Linked DNA regions of Mus musculus: regions 1 and 2 are each linked to region 3. The links are chromatin contacts, called in public promoter capture Hi-C maps. All regions are on one chromosome and are shown on one strand. Each heading gives the region's core, a stretch centred on a gene start, on an enhancer-like site or on the middle of the called end of the contact. The rest is flanking DNA. Distances are from core to core; before and after follow the strand shown. Region 1 overlaps Sec14l1 (SEC14-like lipid binding 1). Region 2 overlaps Rnf157 (ring finger protein 157). Region 3 overlaps Mfsd11 (major facilitator superfamily domain containing 11).

What was found. Capture Hi-C pulls out chosen DNA fragments and counts their contacts.
Region 1: a promoter capture Hi-C map of adipose tissue shows a contact between it and region 3. The contact joins two enhancer-like sites. A contact is called at or near these places in 3 of 39 promoter capture datasets (embryonic stem cells, hippocampal neurons and liver), 6 of 115 datasets of contacts at active chromatin or transcription factors (the NIH/3T3 cell line, the SCID.adh cell line, bone marrow-derived macrophages and 2 more) and 3 of 9 other capture datasets (adipose tissue, embryonic stem cells and pancreatic islet).
Region 2: a promoter capture Hi-C map of adipose tissue shows a contact between it and region 3. The contact joins two enhancer-like sites. A contact is called at or near these places in 2 of 115 datasets of contacts at active chromatin or transcription factors (bone marrow-derived macrophages and memory CD8 T cells) and 1 of 9 other capture datasets (adipose tissue).

Annotation. Positions count from the first base shown.
Region 1 is chr11:117,126,723-117,129,917 of GRCm38.p6, reverse strand. All of the region lies in intron 2 of Sec14l1 (SEC14-like lipid binding 1), which reads right to left. Among named protein-coding and RNA genes, the nearest start is that of Sec14l1, 13 kb to the right of the region's middle. Within about 2 kb of position 1,482, at least 84 of the 459 cell types and tissues checked have an H3K27ac peak or open chromatin away from gene starts, as enhancers often do. A contact at or near this core is called in adipose tissue, where this site is marked.
Region 2 is chr11:116,387,848-116,391,122 of GRCm38.p6, reverse strand. All of the region lies in intron 2 of Rnf157 (ring finger protein 157), which reads left to right. Among named protein-coding and RNA genes, the nearest start is that of Rnf157, 24 kb to the left of the region's middle. Within about 2 kb of position 1,787, at least 111 of the 459 cell types and tissues checked have an H3K27ac peak or open chromatin away from gene starts, as enhancers often do. A contact at or near this core is called in adipose tissue and bone marrow-derived macrophages, where this site is marked.
Region 3 is chr11:116,866,607-116,869,742 of GRCm38.p6, reverse strand. Mfsd11 (major facilitator superfamily domain containing 11) reads right to left here. Exons shown (of 13, transcript NM_178620.4): 10 at 1,084-1,209. Among named protein-coding and RNA genes, the nearest start is that of Mfsd11, 14 kb to the right of the region's middle. Within about 2 kb of position 1,407, at least 55 of the 459 cell types and tissues checked have an H3K27ac peak or open chromatin away from gene starts, as enhancers often do. A contact at or near this core is called in adipose tissue and bone marrow-derived macrophages, where this site is marked.

The sequences.
Region 1 (3,195 bases), core at 233-2,732, 260 kb before region 3:
CGGCGGAAGGTCTCTTAAAGCAAGACTCTAAACTGGCCCCTGGGCAACTGTGCACTGCCTAAAGGTGCAGAGGGGAGCTTGGGCTGTGTGCAGCCGGCCCACTCTGGTTTGCAGCAGTCTGCCCCCGCCCCCGCCCCTTTGCTCTTAGCTTTGCACAAGCTGGTTCAGCAGCAGGCTCCCTGTCAGCCACAGAGCAAGCCAGGCTGGTCGCCAGGCCAGGCCAGGCCAGACGTGCTCATCAGACAGCCTGTGGAGACGGCTTTGATGCCCACTGCACACTTGAGAACCAGCACAAGGGGAAGAGATGTGTCGGCTCTCCAGAAAACCAGCAGATTCCGGAAGGCGGTGCACTGGGCCGTCTTGGAATCGTTTCCCACCCCCAGTGACACATGGTCCTCCTTTGCCTCACTGCTACACAGTTAATACTTGCTAAGTTTCTTCAGAGTTCTAAACTTTTGGACCACAAGTGGTGGTTCACCCCTGTAATCCCAACACTGAGGCAGGAGGATTACAAGATCGAAGCCTGCCTAGGCTATGCATTGGAGGACAACTCCCCATGTCCAGCAACCTCTGAGGACCACAGCACCCAAGTGCTATACACACAGGTCAGCTATCTGTGTTTAGCATTCCTCAGGCAACAAACCTCCATCGGGACAGGAGCAGACCAATACAAGGGCGTGCCCCTCCCCTGCAATGCCAATTGCTGGCTTGATTTCAAACAAAACCCAGTTTAAGGGTCTGGTTGATATGGATCCCTGAGGGAATCTGCACTGGGGGCACGTACAAACCCTCCAGTAGTTACTGACTGGCTGACAGACTGGCTTCAAACTCTGCATCGTCACAGCCTACGTGCTTGGTGCTGAGATTATAGGTGCTTGCCACACTCACCCACAGTTAACAAATGAACCCCTTTAAAAGAGAAAGTATAGCCGGGCAGTGGTGGCACATGCCTTTAATCCCAGCACTTGGGAGGCAGAGGCAGGCGGATTTCTGAGTTTGAGGCCAGCCTGGTCTACAGGGTGAGTTCCAGGACAGCCAGGGCTACACAGAGAAACTCTGTCTCAAAAAAAAACAAAAAAAAGAGAGAAAGAGAGAGAGAGAGAGAGAGGGAGAGAGAGAGAGAGAGAGAGAGAAACTATTCCTTCAATCCCAAGTATTGACCAGTTCCTTTATTATAATGGTATTCAAGCAGGTACAGTAGAGGAGGCCCGTGTGCTGGCACCGGCACTCCCAGCTGCTCACGGAGGCTGAGGTGGAAGGACCACACATCAGCCAGGAGCTTGAGCCAGGCTGGTCAACACGGCCAGACCCTGCATTAAAAACAATCAGGCAAGAAAACTGGAAGGCAGGGACACCTCACACAAGGACAAGCTCCAGTGACAACACACTTGCTTGACGTGGCAGCCAGCAGAAGACAGCTCATCCGGGATACAAACCATGAGTCTGGCAGCTCCTTCGGACAGGCCCTAGCCCTGGCTCTTTGCTGAGCAGGCTGCAGACTGCTCCTCCCACCACTTTCCCGTTTCAATCCTCGTCCCGCAGCTCAGGCCCACAAAGTAGCTCATGCTATACTTGGCTCTAACACAGCAGCAGCATGTTAATCCACTCTTTGTGTTTGCTTTCAACTATTAAACCAGCATTATCTGCTGTTCACAAAAATACAGCAAGCCACTGCTGCCCGACAGTGCCTGGCCAGATACATGGGAAAGCCAGAGCTCTCTGAGTGCTGACACGCATTCTTCAGTTATCAAAATAAACGACCAGTGATAGTCTCAGAGTTAGAGGACACCAGCGCTGCAGGCAGCTCTCTCAGTAGGCAGAACCCTCTCCTAGAATCCTAGGACAGAGGACTCCGGGCCTCCACCACAGGCCACGTGTGTGGCAGCAGGCATTTGATATGTCTACAACTTTAGTACTTGAGAGGTGGAGGCAGAGGGTGAGGAGGGAGTCCAAGGTCACTGTCTCACACACTGGGAGCTGGAGGCCAGCATAGGTTAAAGATCCTGACCTAAAAAGAGAAAAATAGAAAGGTAAGCTAGAGCAAACAGAGCAGACGGCACATAAATGCACCTCCGTCCGTTCTGCACGGTGAAGCCCCACTTAGCAGAACTGTTTGACTTCTCGGTGTAAAAGATAATCCGTGGCCTTCAGGAAAGCATTTGGTGTTCCAGGGAACTGCAGCTGTCAGCTTTAAAAATGCCATGTGCTTGCCCACATAAAAGAATGCAATGAGCTATGGAAATATTATCTAGTGTCATGAACTAGAATCAAAGCCTCGTGGAGTCGGCGGTGGCGCCAGCACAGTTCCCATAGTGCACTGCTATAGGTCTGCAGCTTCGCAGAGCCTGGGGGGCTCAGGCTTAAGTCACACTCAGCAGAAGACAGGAAGTCAAGCGCAGTTCAGACTGGCCCAGAACCTTGAGGGAGCAGGGCCACCTGAGGAAAGCTCTTGTATTGCCACAGTCATTTCTCCAAAACGGCAGGGCTCACCAGTTCTCCCCATGGGACACTCCTGTGTCATCTCACTTCCACAGCAGGCTACCCGGGAAAGCCAGTGCTGCGTGGCAAGGCCTGGGTTTGAGCCCCAATACCACAGAAAGGAAAGATGAGCCCGACATCACAGCTGTACTTGGAATGACTACACCAAAGTCTGAGGCTATCCCATGTAAGGGATGAGGCTAGACCTGGGCTGGCCTGCACAAGCGTCAACCCCAGTACTCAGATCAGACCCTGTCCTTAAGCCAACAAGCTCAAGACAAAACACTCCTGGGAAGCATGTAATTATATCATTTTTTTTTTTGGTTAATATTACAGCAAAAATTTTTTAAATGTGCAGTATGGTGCTGGAGAGATGGCTCAGTGGTTAAGAGCACTTGCTGTCTTACAGAGGACCTGGATTTAGTTCCCAGCACCCACATGGTGGCCCACGACAGCATATATGAACACCCCTCCATTCCAAGGGATCTGGCACTCTCTGGACCCTGCAGGCACCAGGCACACACATGGTACACAGACAGACACACAGGCAAAACGCATACACATATAAAATAAAAATAAATCTTAACAAACTCAAAAGTACAGCCCAGGGGTTGACACAGTAACTCAGAAGGTAAAGGCATGTGAACACAGGTGTGACCCCAAGAGCCTCACAGTGGAAGAGTGAGAAACTCCAGCCAGGTGTCTGCTCGCTTCCAC
Region 2 (3,275 bases), core at 538-3,037, 480 kb after region 3:
TAAAGTTGGCACATTGTAGGACTATTGGACATTCCCTGTGGTAAGACCTTCCATTGATACCTCTTATCAGGTTCAGCAGAATAAGCTCTCTGACCCGTTAACAAGTCAAAAGTCCAATCTCTCTGCTCTGGAGTTAAAGCAGCAGCGTTTGCTCGGTCCTGCGCCTGTGCAGCCTCTCGCCACAGAGATCTCCATTCCAAATATTTGCCCATATTAGGGAGAGCGGCTTTTGCAATCATTTGCCAATCAGCAGGCGTTAGTGCCATGCCAGCGAGCCTGTCTAACTGCGCCAAGGTAAAATTAGCATTGGTTCCGTATTTACGAACCGACTCGGCAATTTCCTTAATCTGTACGTATTCTACCGGAGCGTGGACACGCCCACCCTCGGCTCCTTCAAAGACTGGAAATGCCTGTTCTATTTTCCTTTGTTCCTCTCGGGGAATGAATGAGTCTGCGCACTGCCTCTCTGCGCATTGCTGACGCACTACGGGCTGACGCACTACGCAGGGCGGGGACTCCGCATAGGGCGGGAGTGCACCTGGTAGCCGATTGCCCTGAGGCCAATTAGCAAACTGGCCTTCGCCAGCCGCTTTTGGCTTTTTCCTTAAATGACTAGTTAGCACTTTACTTGGCGGCTGGTATCCTTTTCTTTCATAATGAGCCGCTTTTTTCTCCCAGTCTGTTTCTTCAGAGCACAGGCTCCTTCTCCTAGAGACCTCCGCTAATTGATCTTTTTTCTTCTCCCTTTTTCCTCTTTTTCTTCTAATCTCTCTCCAGGTATTCCTACCTGACCTTAACTTTTCCTCGGGTTCAAGACCCTTGGAAAGGCCTGTATACTTACCGTTTCTCCTTGCTCCTACTCTCTCTCCCCGCTTTACTTCTGATAGACTGTCCTGAATTTCCTCTAGAATTTTCAGCCCTATCTTAAGCACTATATAACATGTGAAAAGGAACAGAAGGGCTTCTAACACTAGAAAAAATTTAAGGCCAAACATAACTTGTAAAGCCATTTTCCACTTTACTTCTGATAGACTGTCTTGAATTTCCTTAGAAAGTTCAAGATCAGACTTACCTCGTTCCCCAGCTGAAAAGTTCTGAATTCATACAGTTGAATCCTTCTTAACAGTCTGCTTTACGGGAACCTTTATCACCGTCGTTCCCCAGCTGATGAGTTCTGAATTCGGCAGTTGAATCCTTCTCAACAGTCTGTGTTACGGGAACCTTTATAAACGTGATTCGCAGTTCTGGTTCTGGAATGAAGTATCCCTCCTGCGCCAGTCCGGAGTTTTTTCTCGTCCCGGATTTTCTCGTCCCGGAATTCGGCACCAATTGTTATTAGACGCGTTCTCACGACCGGCCAGGAAGAACACCACAGACCAGAATCTTCTGCGGCAAAGCTTTATTCTTACATCTTCAGGAAAAGAGAGCAAGAAGCAAGAGAGAGAAAAGCAAGAGAAAGAGAAAAGCAAGCAAGAGAGCGAAAAAGCAAGAGAGAGAGAAAACGAAACCCCTTTCCTCTTTAAAGAGAACAACAATTGCCTAGGGCGCATCACTCCCTGATTGGCTGCAGCCCATGGCCGAGCTGACGTTCACGGGAAAAACAGAGTACAAGTAGTCGTAAATACCCTTGGCTCATGCGCAGATTATTTGTTTACCAACTTAGAACACAGGATGTCAGCGCCATCTTGTGACGGCGAATGTGGGGGCGGCTTCCCACACCCTCCTTAGGCTAGGGACGGCTTTAGAGATTTGGGGCTGCTGAGTGACTCAGAGAAATTGTGTTCAGGAAGGTTGCCAATGCTGGCTCTCATCCTGTCCCAGGTGACCCCTCTCCTACCATAGTACTTTGTATACTAATTTTCTAAGTAAAGGTGCAGAGGCATGTCTCTCAGCACAGTGCTGAGATGAGTTCTGTGAATTCATGGGGAGTGTGGGCCAAATAGCAAGTTCTAGGCCAGTCTGTGCGTGCGTGTATTTAGATGGCCTCTTCTGCCTGTAACGATGACTTGAAGACAAGCAAAAGCGTCTTGTATATAGGTGTACTTATGATGGCACACTTTCCCCCAGGTGAGTCACCTCGGTTACATCTCCGTGCAGGACCCTGCGTGACTGAGCTCCTCCTGAATTCCTAGGTAGCAGCCTTGACCTTAACTCTGAGGCTCCCCACCCCCACCCCGGAGGAGTATTCACATTGGTGTTCTTGTTGGTATGTTGGTTTCTGTAGTACCCATCGTGTGTGTTTAATGCTGAACAGAGATTTATTTAATGTATGAGTACACTGTAGCTGTCCTCATACACACCAGAAGAGGGCATCAGATCCCACTACAGATGGTTGTGAGCCACCATGAGGTTGCTGGGAATTGAACTCAGGACCTTTGGAAGAGCCAGTGCTCTTAACCTCTGAGCCATCTCTCCAGCCCCTAGAGATTTTTTTTCTAAATCATATTAAGTCAGCTATGGGGTTCATGCCTATAATGTGGTACTTCAGAAGCTGAGGTGGGAGGGGGTCAAGTCTGAGGCCAGTTTGGGTTATGTGGAGACACTTTCAAAAGCCAAAATAGGCCGGGCGGTGGTGGCGCACGTCTTTAATCACAGCACTTGGGAGGCAGAGGCAGGCGGATTTCTGAGTTTGAGACCAGCCTGATCTACAGAGTGAGTTCCAGGACAGCCAGGGCTACACAGAGAAACAAACCCTGTCTCGAAAAACCAAAAAAAAAAAAAAAAAAAAAAAAAAAAAAAAAAAAGCCAAAATAGTCCAGCAGTGATGTCTCATTTCTATATAACTCTAGCACTCTGGCCCAGTGATGGTGGCACTTTTAATCCTGGCACTCAGGAGGCAGAGGCAGGAGGATGTCTGTGACTTAAATTCTAGTCTGGTTTACCGAGTTCCAGGACAGCCAAGGCTACACAAAGAAACCCTCTCTTGAAAAGCAAATGAGCAAACAACCCTAGCACTTGGGATATTGAGGCAGGAGAATCATTGTGAGGCCAGTCCGGTCTATAACACGAGACACTGTCTCTAAAATAGAAAGCAGTGTACAGGATGAATGTAGCGTGCATCTCCCTCTCTCTACTCACATGTATTGAGCCCTTCCTAGCTCAGTTGTCTTAGGCAGTGTATGTGTGTTATCTCATCTTGTCTTCAGCCTAATGAGAACGGCGCTCATTCAGCAGGCGCACAGAGCCACAGAGTTGAATATTACCAAGCCTGCCAGGGAGCCAGTCAGCTTCTGACCTCACCGTGCTTCAGAGCCTCAGCACTCTGCTGTTGGGTC
Region 3 (3,136 bases), core at 158-2,657:
TGCTGTCCTGCTCTCTGGGTTACACTCTTAGTTCTGCACACACATTGGCCTCCATGAGAGTCTGTGGAAATTGATGGCATCCAACCTGCCTTAACCAGCTTTGAGGCTGAAAGCAAGCACAAATCTTTGAGTCCTGAGCGCCTTGCTATCAGCTTTTACAATGAGCGTCCTTTTCTAGACCCCCACAAAGGTGTCAGCGGGTTTCTAACCATCCACTTAAATGTACAGGCAGCAGAGCCTCACAGACAGCTCACCCTGTGATGACATCACCCCAAGCGGGAACAATCATTCCAGGAGAACCAGGCTGTTCCCTGAAGCAATAAGGCTCTCTTTGAAGCACCTTGCAGAACCAGATTTGTGACAGCTGACAACAGCTTAACCGCAGCAGACTAGTCGCACGCCTCCTACCTGGGTGCCATCGCCCTAGCCAGGGCTCTGATCCCAGCACCCAAGCCCAGCTGCAAGGAGGGCAGAGAAGACTGCAGGGGCACAAAGACTTCCAGCCTACCCAAGAAATCTCAACTCCAAGTTTAGGGAGGGACCCTGCCTCAAAGAAATGACAGAAAGTGATAGAGGACTTTAGATGCCCTCCACTGTATACACTCGTGCACACACACTCTACTGGCCTTGTGTGCACACACCTGCATACACACACAAATAAGCAAAAGTTAAAAAAAATAGTGATGATGGAAAAATAAAATACACCCATTTGGATAAAAATAAGTAGGGGAGATAGAAACTCAAGGACAGGACAGAGGTGAAGGAGACCTAAAATTTCTATCTTTATGCCAACAAAATGTTTTTGTTTTCCTTTCTTTTCTTTTGAGATAAGGTCTTAAGCAGCCCAGGCTGACCCAAAGTCATTATACAGCCAAGGATGACCTTGAACTCCTCAAGTCACCCTGCTTCCATCTCTCAAGACTCAGGAGTGTAGTCAGGAGCCATCATGCCTGGCTCTTCTTCCTTTTTAAAATTGAAGCAGGGTCTCCTTTTATTGCCCAGGCTAGCCTTGAACTCCTACAGAGCCAGCTTTCCAACCTGACTCTGAATGAAAGGTTTTTAAACTAAAAAAACCCAACCTACCTAAAATCTCTCCAATGCCGATGAAAATTCCAGAAAGTCCAATGAGGCTTTTCTCTTCTGTCCCAAATTTGTTTACGGCCCCAATACAGGTACCGTACACCCCAGAGAAGAAGGTCAGCTCCAGACCTTAGGAGGGGAAAACCAGGGTTAGTTTAACTGTCCATCCAGGCTTTTTCCTATTTTTGGTTTGTGTCTAATAGCAGCTGAGCTTGCCCTACCTGAGGACACACTGACAAAATTCAGAGACACTTCCACTCCCCAACACAGAGGCTCTGCAGGGCTGCCTTCAGATGACTACATCATGTGACAGCTCCCTCACGAGACCAGAACTCTGGCAGGAGACACCAGGGTGGCTTGCTTCCTGCTTTTTCTGCCAGCCCTGTGATTGCTGACACAGGCTCTCTGACTTCTGAGCCCCAGAACTCAGGGGACACAGTGTGACTGGCAGCTGTTGGTGATTTTTGAGACAAGGTCTCGCTTGTGCAGCTAAGGCCGGCCTCAAACTTGCATCTTTCTGACAGGCTCAGGCTGGTTTTCATTTTTGTTCATTTAGGTTTTTTGTTTTTTTTTTTCTTCAAAGGCTGGTTTGCTTGCTTATTTATTTATTGAGAGGGTTTCTCTGTGTAGCCTTGGCTGTCCTGGGACTCATTCTGTAGACCAGACTAGCCTCAAACTCAGAGACCCTCCTGTGCCACCACCGCCCAGCTGATTTATTTTTATTATGGTGCATATGGTGTTTGGCTGCAGGTATGTATGTCTCTGTACCATATGCATACAGTGCCCGCAGAGGTCAGAAGAGGCCTTTGGATCCCAGAATTAGAGCTACATATGAGCCACCATGTGAGTACTGAGAACCAAACCTGAGCCCCTGGGAAGAGCACAAAACCTTCTTTCTTTTCTTAAAGATTTATTTATTTACTTATTATATGTAAGTACACTGTAGCTGTCTTCAGACACACCAGAAGAGGTCATTGGATCTCATTACAGATGGTTGTGAGCCACCATGTGGTTGCTGGGGATTGAACTCAGGTCCTTCGGAAGAGCAGTCAGTGCTCTTAACCGCTGAGCTATCGCTCCAGTCTGTGGTTTTGGGTTGCCCCTGACTCTTACTCCAAGACTGGCACTCCAACCTATGGCTCTGCTTTTGCTAGGCAAACGCTGACACTCAAGTATGCAACTGCACCCTCAGTCCAACCACAGCAGGTTTTTTTGGACACAAGGTCTTGCTCATCTGAAAGTCAAACTGAGATTACAGGTGTAATCTCACACTGGGTCAGAGCACTGATGTTTGAATTACGTTAAAAACAAAATCATTAAATGGTAATCCCAGCACTTGGGAGACAGAGAGGGTCAAGAGGTTGAGATTACTTTCAGCTTCACAGTGAGCTCTAGACCACCCTGTGCTCGATCAGAGATCAGGTCTCAAAAACAAAAGCAAGTAAACAAACAAGCACCACCAAACAAAAAACAAAACAAAAATCAGCCCTGGCTGTCCTGGAACTCACTCTAGACCAGGCTGGCCTCAAAGTCAGAGATCCGCCTGCCTCTGTCTCCCGAGTGCTGAGATTAAGGGTGTGGTCACCATAGCCTCAGCTTTGTATACCTGCTTACCTATATTTTATATACTAACATAGAATTACATAAAAATTTCTTGGGTAAAGCACATGCCTTTCATCCCAGCACTTGGGAGGCAGAGGCAGGCGGATTTCTGAGTTTGAGGCCAGCCTGGTCTACAAAGTGAGTTCAGGACAGCCAGGGCTACACAGAGAAACCCTGTCTCGAGAAAAAAAAAAAAGAAAAAGAAAAGATCAACGGTGGAAAAAGTTCTAAAAGCCCCAATTTAAACCCCATTCTATGGTAAGTTTTCCAGAGCCTCAAACTAAGACAGCTTAAGGGGGAAGTTCCCACGTCTTTGGTAAAAACCCAACTTAAACGGGCATGCTTCTGTACAGCTGGCTCGCAGGCAGGAGAAGGCAAGGGTATAATATCAGCAGACAGAAACAGCACGCATTGAAGGCTCATCAGCCCATAAGAAAGCCGCCCTGAAGGGCTA